Regions from separate parts of the Rattus norvegicus genome. Here all the other regions are linked to region 1. A link is a contact called in public Hi-C data. All regions are on one chromosome and are shown on one strand. Each heading gives the region's core, a stretch centred on a gene start, on an enhancer-like site or on the middle of the called end of the contact. The rest is flanking DNA. Distances are from core to core; before and after follow the strand shown. Region 1 holds the start of Prelid3a (PRELI domain containing 3A). Region 2 overlaps Gnal (G protein subunit alpha L). Region 3 holds the start of Seh1l (SEH1-like nucleoporin).

Evidence for each region. A called contact is a pair of places that touch in the nucleus more often than the background predicts.
Region 2: a Hi-C map of psoas muscle shows a contact between it and region 1, with 3 times the contacts expected there. The contact joins the enhancer-like site here to the promoter of Prelid3a in region 1. A contact is called at or near these places in 3 of 12 Hi-C or Micro-C datasets (the A7r5 cell line, Schwann cells and psoas muscle).
Region 3: a contact with region 1 is called in a Hi-C map of hepatocytes, with 2.8 times the contacts expected there. The contact joins the promoter of Seh1l here to the promoter of Prelid3a in region 1. A contact is called at or near these places in 12 of 12 Hi-C or Micro-C datasets (the A7r5 cell line, the Rat2 cell line, Schwann cells and 7 more).

The regions. Positions count from the first base shown.
Region 1 is chr18:63,285,921-63,290,197 of GRCr8, reverse strand. Prelid3a (PRELI domain containing 3A) reads right to left here and starts at 2,561. Exons shown (of 7, transcript NM_001109570.1): 1 at 2,491-2,561. The coding sequence starts at 2,522.
Region 2 is chr18:62,917,767-62,922,043 of GRCr8, reverse strand. The region is part of intron 1 of Gnal (G protein subunit alpha L); the gene reads right to left. All of the region lies in intron 3 of LOC120098241 (a long non-coding RNA gene), which reads left to right. It also overlaps the pseudogene LOC120098414. Among named protein-coding and RNA genes, the nearest start is that of Gnal, 28 kb to the right of the region's middle. Within about 2 kb of position 2,548, at least 3 of the 93 cell types and tissues checked have an H3K27ac peak or open chromatin away from gene starts, as enhancers often do.
Region 3 is chr18:63,614,397-63,618,673 of GRCr8, reverse strand. Seh1l (SEH1-like nucleoporin) reads right to left here and starts at 1,799. Exons shown (of 9, transcript NM_001394994.1): 1 at 1,559-1,799. The coding sequence starts at 1,669.

The sequences.
Region 1 (4,277 bases), core at 1,312-3,811:
GGAAAAACAAACCACATTATGCGGATTTACACATAGGCATACACGTATGTGATGGCGTGGATGCTGGCATGTTTACATGTGTCAGCATGTTTTCGACATTTGCCATCTCAGTTGCCTTTGTTGAAAAGAAAAAGAAGAGATAAAACTGAGAAGGTAAAGTGGACATTTTCTGCCTCTCTGGAAGGTTACTTCTTTCCCAGCTCCTCACTAGAAAGCAAGCTAGCTGTAGGTTTTTCTCAAAGCCCCACTACCATGAGTGGGTGCTGATGGCCTGCCAGAGTCTACTGCTGCCCTTATTCTGGAGGGGCATGTGGTCTTCCTGTGAGCTTCTCCCCGTGAGCAGTGCCAGGGTCAGGCACTGGCAGGGGACCTGGGTCATAAAACAAAGAACCAACACATGCTAGCTACCATATGGGTGAGCCTCAAAAATGATGATGATGATGACGACGACGACGACGACGACGACAATGCTTATCACAAGACACCAGACACAGGAAAGCACTTATGATGTTGACTATTTATATAAAATATCCAGGAGATAAATCTACAGGAACAGATCAGTGGTTCCTCGGGGCAGGAATGGGGAGGGAGTACATCTCCCACATAAAGTTCAGTATATCTTTAGACGATAACAGGAATGTTCTAAAACTGGACCACCACAGTGATGGCTGCACAATCTGCAAAAAACTAAAAATGACAAAAACCAATTTCTGTAACTGTACTAAAAATTAGTCAACTATATAATATATTTAAAGTTTTTCTCATGTTCTCTTTCACATGTATGAGGGTGAGTGCTGTGCGTGGGGTGTGCGTGCCTGTGGAGGCCGGAGACCGATGCAGAGATCCTCTTACCCCTTTTCACTGAGGCAGGGCAGTCCTGCCAGCTAGCTTGCTCCAGGCATCCCCATCTCCATCTAACCAAGCTAGACTCACAGGCCGGCCTCTCCAATCACTGAGTTGCCTGAGTTCTGGAGATCTGAACTACAGCCCTCACGCACTCATGGCAAAGACTAGCCAGTGAGCCATCTCCCCAGCCCAGAACTGTAGAATACACTTTTAAGTGGATGACTTGAGGCCAACAAGATGGATCGGCTGCTAAAGATGTCTGCTGTCAAACCTCGAAATCTCAGTGGGATCTCCTGATCCACAAGGTAGGAGCTGAGAACCGAATCCCCCATGTTATCTTGACCGCAGCTTGCGCTTGAGTGCATGCACATGCGCGCACACACACACACACACACACACACACACACACACACACACACACACTAATTAATTAAATGTAATTTTAAAATTATTAAAAAGAGCCAACCTTAGTGTCACATGTATTTAATCCCAGCACTGGGGAGGCAGAGGCAAGCAGATCTATGTGAGCTCGGGGCCCTCCTGGTCTAAGTCCACACAGTGAAACCCTATCTCAAAAAAAGAAAAATAATCTCCCCCAAACACACACACATTAAAATGAGTGGTAACACATTACAGATTACAAAATGTAAATAATAATGATTAAAAAAAAAAAAGAACGGACGCTGCAAAAATGGTCAAAATTGTCAACAGTGATTTTCCAGTGGCAGTCAACATTTCAGGACCCTTAGGGTAACTCTCAGCCGGCCCAAGTCAATACTCTTGGCATCTCAGCATTTGATGACTTTCTACCCGTCTCTGCTTCTGGCCCGTACAAATCATGTCTGAATCTTGGGGAAACCTTCAGAAAGCCTGCCAACTTTTCCAAAAATCTACATACCACCTGTCTAAGGTTCCATATTTAAAAGGGATTTTTTTCTAAAGGCGGATGCTATAGTTCAATGATGGAACACTTTTCTAGCAAGCTCGAAACACTGGGTCGGGGCCCAGCACCATCGAAAAATAAAAATAAAGAAGCCAGGAGTTCTGAAGCCAGGTGGTCAATTTTTATTAGAAATTTTACACTTTAAAGGACAATGGACGACAGTTCTGTTTCATGCAGTCTCTTCACGTCCACCCTCGCTCGGAACGAAAAGCTTCTCTAATCGGGATCAGAAAGTCTCAAAAATCCTTTGAAAAGATATCAAAACACTCCATGACACGGTGGAAGGCGCCCCAAGGGTCGGGGGAGCACTCGAGGCAGTTCGCAGTCTCCCTGGTGGGGGCTTAGAGGCGTCCGTGTGCACAACGTATTCAGGACCAAACGCCCCAAATGCCTTCCTCATGTCTAGATTTCTCGGGGGAACCTAAGCCCCTAGGGCACCGTGGGTGACACCCGCTGCAAGGGGAGCTGGCCGTAGGCCGCTGCCCTACTCCGGATGGATCGCGACGACCCCGCGCAGCTCGCAGTCGGTACAAACCGGCTGAGGATGAGGAGGCCTCCCCACGCACCTGACACCCGGCTCCTCGCCCCGGCAGGACCCCGGCCCCGGAGCCGCTGCGGGTCCCGGCTCCCCGCCCCTCCCCGAGGCCGCACGGCTATGGCCACGTCCGCGCATTTCCCAGCGCAGCCCTCGGATGGCTCACCCGAACACGTGCTCCGAGCTCCAGATCTTCATCGCCGCAGCCGCAGGCCCAGGGCGCGAGTTCGGCGCTCTGCGGGATGCTGCGCGGCGCCGTGGGGGCGGGGCGCCCGCTGTACCGCCTCCCCCGTCACGTGGTCCGGACTGCGGCGGCTAAAAATAGGGAAGTGGGAGGCGAGTGGTACCCAGAGCGGCGCTGCCGCAGGGACATTCGCGAGTGCGCAGCCACAAACCGCAGCTCTGGGTTCTTTGACGCTGTCCAAATCACGGCCCTGCCCTTTCCAACCACACGCGAACGTCGTGGACAAACTAGAATTGCCAATTCAAAATAAAGTCTGGGTATTGAATAAGCTTAACACCCCAATCCTATCAAAGCCCGTCACAGGCAACCTACTAGAGAGGCTACAAAGACGGAGCTCTCCTGCTAAGAAACAGAAGTAGCCAGTTCTGCGAACGCTTTTTACGTGAACAATATATTATGGGGCTGCCCCAAAAGGGTTGGGGACAAAAAGAGACTTCGTCCTAAAGTTATTAGTAACTGGAGCACTGCTCCAGAGGAACTAATTACATTTATCCTGGAGACACAAAACAGTTCTCGCCTCGAGGGGAGTAAGACCCAGTTTATTTTTGAGCCAAATATGAGTGATCATGATTCAGGAACAAGGATTGAGGTTTCCCTGAAAGGCATGACCCACAGCGGATGTGGTTACTTATGTGAGCCTGAATTAGTTTCAGAACAAAGAAAATCACAAATCGTGGCATTTACCAAGTCAGCAGGGACCAGGGCAACTAGGGAACTCTAGGCCCGTAGGGCTATAGGCCTCAGATGTTAACATTCTTAGCATTTGGATTGGTAAAAAGTCAGTGTAGGGGTTGGGGATTTAGCTCAGTGGTAGAGCACTTGCCTAGCAAGCGCAAGGCCCTGGGTTCGGTCCCCAGCTCCGAAAAAAAGAAAAAAAAAAGTCAGTGTAAAGGTTCTGATAGGCAAGGATATTTGGTCAGATACACGGGTATGCAATGAATTGTCTTCAGAGGGACTGAAAACCAGGCTGCTGGGTGGGTATGGCAGCCCAGTTCACTGGAGGTAGATATGGAATCTAGCAAACAAGATGGCTAGCTAGACTAAGAAGCTACAGTTTAGCAAGAGATTACATACATGCATGCATACATATATACATACATGCCGACACACGCACCATGTGCCCACACACATGCAAATAGGAGCATAAACATCACACACAAACACAAACGAAAAAGAAAAATTTAAAAAGGACTAAAAATCGCTCTAGATAATTTGGCTCTAATCGGCAACATTTTAACTCTCCGTAAGCACTAAGTTCAGTCAGTCCGCCTTGGAGTCTTTAACAAGGTGTGGCTTTTCTTTTCCCTGGGAACTTCAGAAAAATAGATTGATCATAAATTAGGCTGGCAGGGTGGCTCGTGTTTATAATCCCAGCACTTAGTAGGGTAGAGAAAGACTAGGAGTGAGAGAGGCCAGGTTGGACTACATAGCAAGTGTTAAATACGAAGTAAGATGTGCCAGACGTGGTGTGGCCTGGTGTAAACTGAGCTTAGCAGGGCACACCTCACCTGGGACATCTTCAGCTATAGATGGAGTCTGCGGCCTGGACAGCACAAAATCTTGTCAAGACAAACAGAGGCAACAAACATGCAAAAAAAAAAAAAAAAAAAAAAAAAAAGAGAGTAAAAAGAGGTTGGGAATATATCTTAGCGGTGAAGCAACTGCCTAGAATGAGCAATACGCATGGCTTAATTCCCCGAATAGGAGAC
Region 2 (4,277 bases), core at 1,299-3,798, 370 kb after region 1:
AAATCATTGTGGAGGGTATTTTTCATGTTTGATAGGTGGCTACCATCACGTACCAGTAGCTTCTGGTTGCACAGCAGGAAGGGAACCCTTGAGTCCAGCATGATCCATGAAATGAAGGCTCTCATCCTGGCTGCCTATCCTTCTCCAGACTCTAGCGTTCGAGCATTGATTGTATTGCTTTCCCTTAATGAAACCAACAAATAACTCGCATGAAAACAATCTGTCCTTTAGCCAGTGGCCTTTTCTATTCGACCAGCTCAGTGTTGGCACTGCTTTTTTAATATCTTATAAAATACTGCATCCTGGCCAGCTTTTCCTCCTGCCTTTCTTGGTTCACAAGACTTAAAGCACCTTCTGCTGTTCTCACATACCCTGGAATCTTGGTTGTCTTGGTCACTGTGAAGAGACACCATGACCAGGTTAGCTCTTATAAAAGAAAGCATTTGATTAGGGCTTGCTTACAGTTTCAGAGGTTTGGTTCATTATCATGGTGGGGAGCATGCAGGCAGACATAGTGCTGGAGAAGGAGTTAGGAATTCTACATCTGAAGGTGCAGACAGCAGAAAGAGATACTGTTAGCATTCTGTCTATGCTCCACCCCCACAGTTACCTGGCAACAGCTGGGTATGCTTGACACTATGAAAGGGGCTGCTTGCCCCTTCCTCACTCTCTTCCTCCCTCTTGCTCTTGCTCTCTTGCTCTCACCCTCTTCCCATTTTGTCCATTCTGTCCATGTGCTCATGGCTGGCCTCTACTCTACGCTTCTATTTCTCTACTTCTCCCTCCCTTTCTTTGCCCTACTACCCTTTTAACTCCCCTCCCCATGCCTTGAATAAACTCTGTCCTATACTATATACCATGTGGCTGGTTTCACAGCAGGAAGGAATGCCTTAGCATGAACCTGCGGAGGCACTCCCTTTCCTCAGACCTCCATAGAACATACCCCCCTCTCTTTATCTTCTTATAAATACAACAGATACTGGGCCTGGCTTGAGCTTTTGAAACCTTGACGCCTACTCCAAGCCATATAACAACAACACCTACTCCAAAAAGGCCACGTCTCCAAATCCTTTTTAAGTAGTACCTCTCCCTGATGGCTAAGCATTCAAATATATGAGCCTACGGGAGCCATTCCTATTCCAATCACCTCACTGGCTGTGTCGTGCTTACTCGCTACTTCCTCCCTTAGTGCAATGGTTCTTTTTGAATGCCTGGTCTTTCTCCCAGAATGAGTTCCTCTTCCCTGTTCGTATCTCAGGAGTCAGTCAGACCACTGATGATTGCTAGTGAACGAGAGGACTCCAGCAACACCCATTCAGTCAGGTCCGTTCCCCTTGAAACCCAACCCCCACCTATTGAACATGTAACAGGATCATAACCTTGCCGAGTCTCTGCACACAGGATGCAAGCCGTTCCAACTGCTCCCAGAGTTCATTGCTCTCTGAGAGGAGCTCGCTTTGGCCAGGCCTCCCAGCTCTAGCTCTGGGCCTCAGACCCAGAGTGATTGGATTGACTTAACTCATACTCTGTGATTTGACCAATTCATGCAGGGATGAAAAAGATGGTTTCTTTTTCCTAAATCACGAGTACCAGGAGACCACAGAGCCTCTAGAAAGATGTCTGTCCCTTGAGCAAATACTTGAGAATACTGAGGTGATCTTCCTCCCCATCCTTGGGGGGGGGGGACTGAGAGCCTCTTCCAGGACAGATGTGTTTGTAGGGTGGACCAGAATGTTTAGGAACATGTATAACCATGTGGATACACATCTTGTGCTTCTCCCTTCCCCTCCCTCCCCCTCCTCTCCTCTCTTGTCTTTTCCTCCCTCCTTCTCTCCTTCCCTTCTTCCTTTTTAGAAAGATATGTACAAAAGAAAGAGGTCAGGGAGGACAGGGAGCCCCCAGTGAGCTACCTGCCACTTGCCTAGCTCCAGCCTTTGTCCATCTGGGTGCAGCCACCTGGCTTGGCATTCCTCACTTTCCTCAGAGGAAGCACTTCAGATGTGAAGAAATTCCTTTTGTGACAGAGCTGGAGAGCTAGTTTACACCTGTTATGGTTTGATTACAAAATGTCCCACAGACTTCTGGGTTTGAAGACTCAGTCCCTAGCTAAAGGCACTTTTTTTTTTCCTGTAGGTAACTGGAACTTTAGGATGTGGGGGCTAGCTGAAGGAAGTGGATTACAAGGGGGCAAGTCCTCAGAGGGTATCTTGCCCCTGCCCCTTCCTGTCTCCCTGTGTCTTTGCTGTGGTTTTCCTGAGGTGGTGGTCTCCGCTCCACTCAGCCCTTGTGTCACTGTGCTCTCTCCTCATCTAAGGCTTAGAAACACAGCCAGTCAACCACAGACTGAAGCCTGTTTATGTGCCAACATAAACCCATCGTCCCTTAAGTTGATTTTCTCAGGTATTTGCCACGGTGCTAAGCACCTCTCAGCTCCTCAGACAGAGCATGAACCTGCATGGGCAGCCACCTGACAAGGCTGGACCACACCAAGGCCTTGGTACAGTTGGTAGAATGTGAAGTCTTAGCTGGAGGAGCGCAGGAGGGTTGTTTCTCTGTGCAACACTGCCACCTGGTGGTTGCTTTGAGCCCAGATGCTGAGCATCTCTCTAGAACACACTACAGAGCGGAAGGCAGAGGGGGGGACCTCCAGGTCTCTTTTTCAGCAGTCTCTCACCTTCCCGACTCCACCTCTTGCTATTTCTGCTAAAAACTTAATTATTAATCAACTTGTTCTTTGAGAAATTTATGCTTATTATAAACTCTTGTCACACCCCCTATCCTTAATGTCCCTCTCCCACCCCCACCAGTCCCCTTCTTTCCACGGAATCCCCATCTCACAGTGCTTCGTTCTTGCTTTGTGACCCACTGGAATTAACCAGAGCCCCTTACTTGGGCATGGGTTTGAAGCTACCCACAGGAGCGTGAATAACTCACCAGTGGCTACTTCACTAAAGGCAAAGACTTCCTCTACCCCAGCAGCGGTCAACGACCATTCATGCCCTTAGGCATGACCCACAGACTGTTCCTCATCTAGGAACCATGTTTGTGGGTTCACTCTAGTGCAGGCTGTATGCAGGCAGACACAGCTGTCGTGAGTTTGTGAGCCACTCAGCCATGCCGTGTCTGTAAGATAGCATTTCATGGCCTTTCTTCCCACTCTCTCTGCTGCAATGTTCCCTGAGGAGGTGACACAGCTGTCACTTTTTAGGGTTAAGCACTCAAAAGTCACTTGCTCTTAACTCCTTGAGCAGCCATGAGTTTCTCTAGTAACTGTTACTTACTGCAAAGAGAAGTTTCTTTGACCAAGACTGAGGTATAACTATACATTTGACAACTTGTCACTTTAGAAAAGAAAAAAAGGTATAGGTTCAGCCCTCAGGCTTACAGCCTTGCAAGTCATGGGCCAGGCCCTCAGGATTGGTACTAAATCTTCTTCTCTGGAGCAGATCTCAGATCTGGGTTTTAAAGATGATTTGGTTCACAGCTGCAGAACATTTATAGGGAAAACTGTGTTTCCCTTGACGTGCACAGCCCCCTTCCTACCCAAACTTGAGATCTCTGAGAGATGCAGGTTTTTCTTCGTTTCATAGAGCAGGAAACTGGAGCTCCGATAAAGGCTGCTCCTTTAGGTCATGCCAGTAGAATGTGGAGAAGTCTGGATCCAAACCTCATTCCTCTGGTTCTTAACGCACTGTCCTTACCCACGTGCCTCTAATGACTGCAGCCTCTTATTCTGGGGAAATTGTTCCTGCCCAAACCGCATCCGTCACCCTGCCTTACCCCCACCCCACTTTTTAAAGCATATTGTATTTGTAATTAGAATTACATCCATTGTCTTTGGAATCCACCTTCTTTCTCGTGCTTGGGGCAGGGACCCTCCCATCAGCCTGTCCTCACTCAGACCAAGATGGGGGAGGGGAACTTAAATGGTGTTGCCTATGCACAACTCAAATCTGTGGAGTTTGTAGCTTTAGTCTCTTGTAACAAAAACTAACAGCACTCACTTAAGTGCTGACTCAGAATGCTATTCTGTAAGGTTCAGTCTAGGTCAGCAGTTTGTGTGTGTGTGAGAAGGAGCTTTTGTTTTTAACTCACTTTTGTATTATAATTAATTCTCCTAATTCCTCCTCCAATACCTGCCGCCTTTGTTTTAAATAAACGGTCCTTACACACACACACACACACACACACACACACACACACACACACCACAAACACATATACACACACACACTACACATGCATACATACACACACATGCACACACACCATTCATT
Region 3 (4,277 bases), core at 550-3,049, 330 kb before region 1:
ATTTTTTTTTTTTAAAGGTGTATAAGTAACACAAAGTACTCTAGCCAGGAGTAGTGACCCACACTTGTAAATCCCAGCACTTGGGAGGCAAAGGCAGGTAGACCTCTGTGAGTTCCAGGACAGTCTGTTCTACACAGAGAGTTCCAAGACAGCCTAGGCTGCGACGTAGTGTCGAAAAATGAGAAATATAAGAAAATGTGCTCTGGACAACCTAACTGCCCTTAATCCAAGTACCAACTATCTGGAACTCTTCCACAAGTCCTCCAAGACTGCACCTGACTGCCCTCCTGAAGGCACAGCTCCAGCCCGGCCGCCTGCACTTTTTACTCTTAAGAGCTTTGAGGAACTTTGGATGAGCCACCAACTATTTCCACCTAGTGACCTAGTGAGGGGCTCAAGACAGCTTCTCTGGTTCTCTAAGCAGGCTGCTCAGGCTAAGTAAGTCAGCTGTAGGTCATCTCTCCTAGTGTGATAAAGACCTAATAAAAGGCTTCGAGAGACTTCTTTTCTTGCCTACTTCCAACAGTGTGAACAGAGCAGTCCTGAGGCCAAGCTGGGAAAGCTCAAGGTAGTTTGGTAGCCTTCACTGCTTGTCTTGGTAGTGTATATGCACGTAAGTTTTGCAATGCAGAATTACGTCCTCTCCCAAGATTGCCATATTTATCTTAGTAAATACCATTCCCAAAGACTATAACTTGATGTCTGCTACCTAGATCAGCTGTGCTCGTTGGCCAACCAAGGAACCAGGCGCAGTCCTCCCAACAAGAAGGATCACAATCTGAACTCCCTCTATCGACCTGCAGAGACGCCGGGCAGTGCACATTCACACACGCAGACACAACACTCACACGAATAAGTCTTTAAAATTGTGGGGTTAGGGCAATGGAGTCGTTCCTGGTGGCTCCCATCTTTAATCATATCACTCTCGGCAGAGGCAGGCAGATCATCAGGGCTACAGAACTGAGACTCTGTTTCCAAAAAAGTACATCGGAGCATATTCAACGGACACTTGTGATAACCACCTTCAGAGGCCACTTGAACACGAACAAGAATTAAAAGCTGGTGTTCAGCTATTCTGGCGTCGTGAAGGAGTTCATACTCGTAACCCCAGCATGGCTGAAACTGAGACTGGAGGGCTACTGCCAGGTCTAGAAAACGTGTGTGTGTAACTGGCATGTAATAATAATAATATCCCTTCAAGGAATCCCATGCGTCCTGGGCAAAGGAATACAGGCGAGGCCCACTGAAATGAGACACACATCCCCACGAGAAGGCCAAACGCGTTAGACTACAGCCGCGACCCACTCCGCAGACCCAGCGTGCGCGTGCGCTCAGTGCCCCGAGGCAGAGAGCCGCCCCGCGCAGGCGCGGTAGGAAAACGCCCCGAGCGCGGGCGGCCGTGACCCCACAATCCGCCGACGGGGAGGGCTCTCGCCGCTTCCGGCGTGGCGGCGTCCGCGGCTTTGTGTCTCGCACGCCTCGGTCAGAGTTAGTCCCTTCTGTGCCGCCTCCCTCCCCTCTGTGCCCGGCCCTGGGTAGTCGAGCTTGCCGCGCGCACCTTGACGCTCTGGTCGCTGGAACAGGTGGCCATCCGGCGCCCGTGGAAGTCGAAAGACACATCGTGGATGAGGTCCTTGTGGTCCGCCGCGATGCTGCGCGCCACAAACATGGCCGCCGCCGTCTGCCCGGGCCCGCCTCCGAGAGGGCGGCGGTGCGGCCCGCAGCCCCCGGACCGCGGCAGAGGCACGTACGGTACGTCGGCCCTCGCCTGCTCGCGTCGCTCCGGCGCGCCACGCCCCGAGGGACACGCCCTGCGCAGGCGGAGCCTGTGTCCAAACCTTGTTCCAGCCACGGACGGAGCCTGCAGACGCAGGAGGATGGAAAAATGAAAGCGCCTTCCGGGGTCAGCCTAGGGGGTGTGTGCCTCCGTAAACACGTGATCGGTACACATAGCGAGTAGAGATGTCCCGCTGCAGATTTGAATGGAAGGCTCATCTGTTTAACCAGAGCTTCTTAGGAATGATGGCGATGCCCAGAGTTGTCGCTTAGGGAGTCAAGCTCGTCGAGCACAAAGTCTTCCAGAAGGAAGAAATTGAGATGAGGAGTGGAGGACCTGAAGCAGCGGTCAGTGCTGAAAGATGGCACAAGTACAACAGATTCGAGGGTCAGCAAAACCAGAATGAGGAAAAAGAAGTTCTAGAAAGTCACCCGGGGTGATGGCAAGACCCAAAATGATGCCCAATATTTACTTTGATGGAGCCAGTCTTTAATGGAGAAGTAAGTGAAATAAAAATAGCAAAGAGAAACCTATGAAGGGAAGTGCTCAAGTCAGGAGATTCAGTCAAATTCAGGAAGTGGTGGAACATTCCTTCAACGAGGGTTTTAGGTGAGAGGTTGTTTAACGCCCATGGGATCAAACTCCCGACTTTGGCTCCATGCACGCGGTGCACATATAGGTGAAACATGCATACACCTAAAAATAAAGATGTTTAAGAATAGGAATCGCGGGCTGGAGAGATGGCTCAGAGGTTAAGAGCACTGTCTGCTCTTCCAGAGGTCCTAAGTTCAATTCCCAGCAACCACATGGTGGCTCACAACCATCTATAATCAGGTCTGGTGCCCTCTTCTGGCCTGCAGGCATACATGCAGGCAGAAAGCTGATGTATACATAATAAATAAATGTTTAAAAAAAAAAAAGAATAGGAATCGCTTTAAAAAGCAGACTCTAAAGGATCTCAAAATCGCACTTGTTCCTGATGGATTTGTACAGAAACCCGCAGAGACCGATAGTGAAATGATCTTACCAGTCTTGAGTTTTCCTTACTCTTCTTTAAATTAATAAGATTTAAGGCATGGCTTGAATGCATCACCACCTTTAGTTCCAGCTCCAGAGAATCTGAAACATCTGGATTCCTTGAGGATCTGCACTCTCCTGCACACAACGGATACACACACGAAGAGACATAAATTCTTTAAAAAATCCTTTTTTAGATTATATTCCTATTTTAGAGGTAGACCCCCAAGTCCTCTAACCATTGGATCTAACCATTCATTTCCAGAGACATTAATTTCCAGAAACAAAACACACTATATAAAAGTACAATTAAAGGGGTTGGGGATTTAGCTCAGTGGTAGAGCGCTTGCCTAGGAAGCGCAAGGCCCTGGGTTCGGTCCCCAGCTCCGAAAAAAAAAGAACCAAAAAAAAAAAAAGTACAATTAAATCTATACTTTCAAAAATAAACATTTAAGAAAGCTAGGTTTATAATTTTTTAAAGATTAGTTTATTTTAAGAGTGGATTTCCTGCATGTTTGTAGCATAGCATGTGTATGCAGTACCGGTAGAGGCTAGAAGAGAAGGTTGAATCTTCTAGAACCAGAGTTATACACATGGTCATGAGCTGCCTGGTGGGTGGTGGGTGCTGGGAGCTGAACCCAGGTCCTCTGCAAAAGCAGCCGGTTAGCTTAACTGCTGGGCCATTGCTCCAGCTCCTGAAAGCCAAGTTTAAATACAGACAGTAAACATTAACTGAAAGTAGAATATGGGATAGAAGGACTAGACCTGCTGGGCAGTGGCAGTGCTCGCCTTTAATCCCAGCACCCATAGGCTGAGGCAGGCAGATCTCTGAGTTCAAGGCTGATCAACAGAGGACTACACAGAGAAACTCTTTCTCAGAAAAAACGAAAGAAAGAAAAGAAAAAGCAGACATAAGTGTTTAAAGCACAAGAAGGCACATGTGTTACTGTTATGGTCAGTGACCCTACAGTAAGACCATAAACAGCATCCAAGTCTGTAACTGACATGGGGCTCATCCTTGGTGTATATTCTATAAGTTTTGACAAGCAGGAAGTGGATCCACCATTCCAAAATCATACATAATTGTTTCATTGTCCTAAAGATCCTATGCTAATAGAAAACACTCCCTCTTCACCAACCCTTCCACGTGTGAGGCTGTCCCCAACCATGCTGAATTGTTGAGTGCCTTGATCTTGTGCAGGTAGTCACTGCTCCCCAGTCATGAGAGCAATGTCTAGGAAAGAGTTTCACAGCAGTCCTCCCCATGCCTGGCTCTTACAGTCTCTTCACCCCGTCTTCTGGGCCGTATCCTGAGACTTGGGAGACAGAATGTGACTATCGATGCCCCGGTTATGGCTGAGCACTCCACAGATAGTTATTCTCTGCACCTTGACCAGTTGCGAATCTCTGTATTAAGCCCCATATTCAATAAAAAGGAAGCTTTCCAGCTAAGGACTGAGAGCAGCACTAATCTATAGGTATA